Linked DNA regions of Mus musculus: region 1 is linked to region 2. Evidence: chromatin contacts called from public Hi-C data. All regions are on one chromosome and are shown on one strand. Each heading gives the region's core, a stretch centred on a gene start, on an enhancer-like site or on the middle of the called end of the contact. The rest is flanking DNA. Distances are from core to core; before and after follow the strand shown.

Evidence for each region. Hi-C and Micro-C count contacts between places; a contact is called where the count stands out from the background.
Region 1: a Hi-C map of uterus shows a contact between it and region 2, with 1.7 times the contacts expected there. The contact joins two enhancer-like sites. A contact is called at or near these places in 1 of 39 promoter capture datasets (macrophages), 4 of 484 Hi-C or Micro-C datasets (the AML12 cell line, embryonic stem cells, nephron progenitors and 1 more), 2 of 115 datasets of contacts at active chromatin or transcription factors (the HPC-7 cell line and pancreatic cancer cells) and 2 of 9 other capture datasets (adipose tissue and pancreatic islet).

What each region holds. Positions count from the first base shown.
Region 1 is chr2:165,739,877-165,742,576 of GRCm38.p6, reverse strand. The region is part of intron 9 of Eya2 (EYA transcriptional coactivator and phosphatase 2); the gene reads right to left. Among named protein-coding and RNA genes, the nearest start is that of Gm29993, 9.7 kb to the right of the region's middle. Within about 2 kb of position 1,331, at least 33 of the 459 cell types and tissues checked have an H3K27ac peak or open chromatin away from gene starts, as enhancers often do. A contact at or near this core is called in uterus, where this site is marked.
Region 2 is chr2:165,643,094-165,645,793 of GRCm38.p6, reverse strand. All of the region lies in intron 1 of Eya2 (EYA transcriptional coactivator and phosphatase 2), which reads right to left. Among named protein-coding and RNA genes, the nearest start is that of Eya2, 49 kb to the right of the region's middle. Within about 2 kb of position 1,398, at least 32 of the 459 cell types and tissues checked have an H3K27ac peak or open chromatin away from gene starts, as enhancers often do. A contact at or near this core is called in uterus, where this site is marked.

The DNA of each region.
Region 1 (2,700 bases), core at 82-2,581, 97 kb before region 2:
TTTCACGTTGCCCTACGTGACACGGCTCCATTCCTCTTCATGACTGAGTGATATTCCACCAAGTGACCCCACGGTGTCCCCAGAGAGACCCTTTAGCTCTATGTTCCTACTTAGAATAAGGTCCTAGTGGGGGTTTCCCGCCTGAGCTCTGTAGAGGGGCCCCAAAGGGGCCCCAAAGTCCACTGCAGTGTCAATCAAGCGTGGCGACGTCAGTGCTGATGCCCGCCAGTCTCACTTCATCTCCGGAGGCTCCAGGAATCCTAGCAACCTTTGGACGTGCTCAAAACCCCTATTGTTGGAGACTAAAGGGCGTGACGCACAGGTGGGCGCTGGGGGCCCGGTGCACCCTCTCAACTAGAAAAGGAACCCCCTGCCATTGTTCTCATTTCCCGGGCACCCGGACCTTTCTCACCAGGACCACTGAGAGCACAGCCCCTGTATTTAGAGAACAAAAGAACCTCTCACCCCATTCCAACCCGGCTCCCTTCGGTTTTCAGAGGTGAGTAAACCTTTTTTCTCTTTTCTGGTCCCCCTCTGGCAGGTGGGTAGGGAGCAGGGACAGGGCTTGCCAAGGGAGCAGGCGGCACTTTCTAAGCCTTTAACTGGCCCCCTAACCCTTAACCCAAGCTAGGGGGGATTTCCACAAGGAGACAGCTTTTCCAAGTGACAGCGAGCGGCGACTTCAAAGAAAGAACGTAATGATGCTTTTCAGGTAACCTCTAGCAGTCACCAAAACCTATATTTTCTGTTGGCTAGAAGCCTTTAATGCCAAGAAAACGTATAAGCACAGGCCTCAGGCTCCTGCTTGGGGTAACGCTATTACAAGGGATTAAGATGACAAAGGGTACCACCCCCTGCCGGAGGCTCCATGACTGTCATTCACCTGCGTGACTCTTTCAAAGCATCTCCGGCTCCTTCCTGGTTCACCCCAAAACAATAGCAGATGCCTTACAGGATGGGGGAAATGGCCTAGGGAAGTTACCTCTAACCCCTAGTACCATAAAATAAAATTAAAAAAAAAAATAAAGAAAAAAAATCAATCGTGATTGGAAGCTCCAGTCCAAGCCGTTTCTTCATTAGTCATAAGAACCAAATAGCTTTAACTGTCAAAGTCTGAAGGTGGAGAAAAGATTCTGGTGCTCAACCCCAGTGGGGGAACAAAATCTCCCACTTCCTTAGCAAATCCTTTCTAAATTGTATTCATCTTGACTTAATCCACCTCTGCCGAGCGAATTAGGCAGTATTTATTTTGAGAGTCTACTTTATAGAGTTCTAAGGACTGTGTTTTGCCGGCGCTGGGGCTCCTCAGCCTGTCAGACCTCAGGCTGAAGCAGGCCCAGAGCCCAGGCCCAGTGTAAATAAACACAGCTGAACTCGGGAGGAACGCGAAGGTTTTCTCATTAAAGAAATAAAATAAACAGCGGTCCTTAAGCACTTTGCCTGGTGTTTGTTAGAGGATGGAGAGATCTAGATGTCTGAGAGGCAGCTGTGAGCAGAGAGCTGTGTCTTGAGGTGGGTGGGGGTGGGGATCCAATCCAAGGGCCTCCAGATGAACTAATGTCCAACGGGCCCTTCTCATGTGACCCTTTTTTATTTCTGTTGTGTGTGAGTGTGGTGTATGTGTGCATATTTGTATGTGTGTGTTTGTATACGTGTTTGTGGTGTATGTGTGTGTTTGTGTGTGTGTGTGTGTGTGTGTGTGTGTGTGTGTGTGTGGTAGGCATGCCTCTATAATATGCTAGAATTACACTGTGTCACTTCTGTTTTTTTGTTTTTCTATTTTTTTTTTCTGTTTTGTTTTTAATGTGGGTTTTGGGGATTGAACTTAATACCTCCTGCTTGCAAAGCACACATTTTATTGACAGCCGGTCTCCTTGGCCCCTGCTTTGCATCTTTATCTGTGGTTGGTTCTGTTTTCAAAATGGATGCAGCCTGCTGTGTGCCTCGTTCCCTGCTCTACCCCCTAGAGTGAACAGAGTCTGTCAGATGGGCCACCGCCCTTCTCTCAAGGCTCTCCCCAATTCTGATCATACCTCCCTGGGGAGCAGCCAGGCCTTCTTCTGAAAGAAAACTCAACCTGGCTTTCCTCCTTAAACCCTGGGGCTCTTGCTTCACAGCAGAAGCCCGTCCCCTTGCTGCGCCCCCCCCCCCCACTCCTGCCCTGTGCAGCCTTACTGATCTCTCTGCTGGTTTTCATGCTAACCAGACAAACTTCTTGGCATGTGCTAGCCCCTGTACTCGTGGAGCTTCCAGCCTCTCTCTCTCTCTCTCTCTCTCTCTCTCTCTCTTTCTCTCTCTCTCCTTTCTCGGTTGCCCCTCCCTCTTTCTAATAGAGGCTCTATCTATGAAGCCCAGGCTGGATTCCAACTGGTGATCCTCCTGCCTCAGCCTCCCAACAGTGGGAACACAGATTTGTATTGGCATCTCTGGCCTTTCTCTGTATTCCTGATTTCTCTCATTTATCGGTTTCCTTCTTCTCCTCACACAAGATTTTCCTGGCCTTGGCTCCCAGCTGTGATCCCAGTGCATGGGACATGGTTCTGGCCCAGGAGGAGTGGGGTGCTTGCAGAGCTGAGCCACTGTAGGTGCTGGGCACACTCAGGTCACCATAGATACTGTAATAATACCAGCTGCCTCTCTGTTTGACCCACAGGCTCTGCCACTCCCTTCCACAGTGACATGGCAGAATGCCCGCCATCT
Region 2 (2,700 bases), core at 149-2,648:
GTCTCATTGCCAAACCTGAGCCGCATGGCCATACCTGGCTAATCACCAACAAAGGGCTTAGTCTTAGCATCCAGGCAGGACCTGGGGTGGGAGGTCCTGGGGTGAGAGACAATGGCTACTGACTGAGCCTCTGGAGCCTTGTTGTGGCTTCAAAGGACCTAGTTCCATTACACCTATCCCTGCCCTCCCTGCCTTCCACCCCATCTGCACTTCATGTTCCTTCTGTCCTTGTACCTCATTCCCTTTCCTCACTGCTAGGCATTGTTACCCTGCCACTGCTTCCAGGAAGCCCTCCTGGGACACTCCCACTGCCAATCATGTTTCAGGAAGTTTCCATCCTGCTGCGTCCCCCTAGAGTGGTTTGCACAGCGCCCTGACCCAGTCTCACAGGCACCCTGTTTGTCAAAGACCACAAATCACGGTGAGGTGGACAGCCGAGTGTTCCCTTGCGTGGCACTCACCCTCTCTGTCCAGATCCTGTACCGTCAACGTGAGCCACCAGGTCTCAGGGTGCTGGTCCAGATAGACAGGTATCCTACCACTGCAGCTCAGCAAGAACCAGAACCAAACCCAACAGCTCAGTGCACAGTGGCCTGGCAATGCTGACTCTGTCCAAGTGGATGATAGCCTGTTACACTGTGTTAAATGAAAGGTTTCTCAGTTTGTTCCTATGGCTACTATAATATTTAAACTCTCTCTCTCTCTCTCTCTCTCTCTCTCAGTCTTTGTGTGTGTGTGTGTGTATGTGTGTGTGTGTATATGTGTGTGTATGTGTGTGTGTATGTGTGTGTATGTGTGTGCGTGTGTGTGTGTGTATGTGTGTGTATGTGTGTGTGTGTGTGTGTATGTGTGTGTATGTGTGTATGTATGTGTTTGTATGTGTGTGTGTATGTGTGTGTATGTGTGTGTGTGTGTGTGTGTGTGTATGTGTGTGTGTGTGTGTGTGTGTGTGTGTGTAACCCACACTTTTGGGACCACATTGTTTGAGACTTTGGTGTAAGCTCCAGGAGGGTAGAGTGTGAAACCAGATGGTTTCTGCTGTGTCCCTAAGGCTCAGATCAGAGGCTGCAATAGACTATGCATTGAATGAATTCTTGTCCAGTGAATGATTAGATGAACAGATGAATGAATGAATGAATGAATGAAGTTTAAAAGACTTCACTATGTTCTTGTTCCCGTCCTGATTGTTGGGCTGAGCATGTAGCTCAGTGGTAGAACCCTTGCACAGCATGTACAAGACCATGGGCTCCATCCCTGGTGTCACAGAGTTGACACTGTGGTTATCACTCCCTTCCCACACACTTTCTAGACTCCTCAAGGCCACCTCATGGAATCAACGCTGTCACCCGCTCACCTCGTCCCAGCCTGCATGGCTACCAGCCTTCAGACTGGGGTTCTGTAAACACAGCCGGCTCCCCCACCCTCCTTGTGGGGCTCCACCCCGCCAGAGGAGACAAAGCCAGAGAGCCAGGACTTCCCAAGAAAATCAACAGACAGTGGCTTGGAAATGTTGTCAACCTTGACTGGACAAACATTCTGAAAAAGGGCCACTCGTCATTACAGGGCCCAGCCTGGCAGACAGGAGCCAAGGCAAGCTAAGCAGTGCCAAGCCCAGCAGAGTCAGGAGGCCAAGCCTCACAGCGTCTGGGAGACTGGACAGGCCCGGGCCCGAATCAACCAGGTGGGATCACCTGTCTCCCTCCTGAGCCAAGGAAAACAGCCATTGACAATGGGAAGGCAGGACCAGCCAGACTCTGGAGGTATGAGACACAGGCTCAGGCCCCAGAGAGGCACTTAGGGCTCAGGTATTCTTAGAGGCTGAGGGTGAACTGTGAGTCTGAGGGATTCCCCAGGTCTGGAAATCTAACTTGGGTCTACAATTGCTGGTCAGAATTAGAGACAGGAGACTACAGATTTGAGAGATCAAAAAGCAGTTGAGCTTTGTCTCTTGATCCCTTTGTTCTGGAGGTAGGGAGTCTTGGGTGTGAATTCCGCACCCATTCATGGTTGACCTTGCTCAGTGAGGTCAACGGCTCTGCTCTCTCTCGGTGAGAGGCTGTAAATGCAGGCAGGCTGGGGCCTGAGTGCTGATACCCAGGACCTCAGAATAAGAGCTGAGAGGATGCCAGGGAGTGAGGGCAGAGGTGGACATGAGCCCTCCATTCCCCATTGGCTGCTTGCAGTCAGTTGTTTCAACACAGCCCGGCCGCTCACTTGTTGGAGCAGGCTGAGGGACTGCTTCTGCCATTCTTTGCGGCTCAGGGACTCACCTCTCCAAGCACACCCTTGGCTGATCTAGCTCTCAACAAAATCTTCCATCCTCAGCCCACGTCTCTCCTTGAGGCCAGCCAGCATGTAGCTGTCACATATGCTGCAGGATCATGCCGAGGGACTCGCAACCTCACTGTGGCTCATCTACATGTGTGTGTGGTACATGTATGTATGAATAGGGGCGGGGGATGCAGGTATAGGTGGATGCAAGAGGTGACCATGGTGTCCTCCTCAGTCACTTCTCCACTTCATTTGTTTGTTTGTTTATTATTTCAAGGTAAGGTCTACCATTGACCCTGAAGTTTATGTTTCAGCCACACTACCCGGCTGGTCAGCCTCTGAGATTTATGTACACACCTCCCCGTGTAGCACTGAAGTTAAGGACACACCCATCTTTTTAATCAAGTGCTAAGGATCCAAAGTCAGACC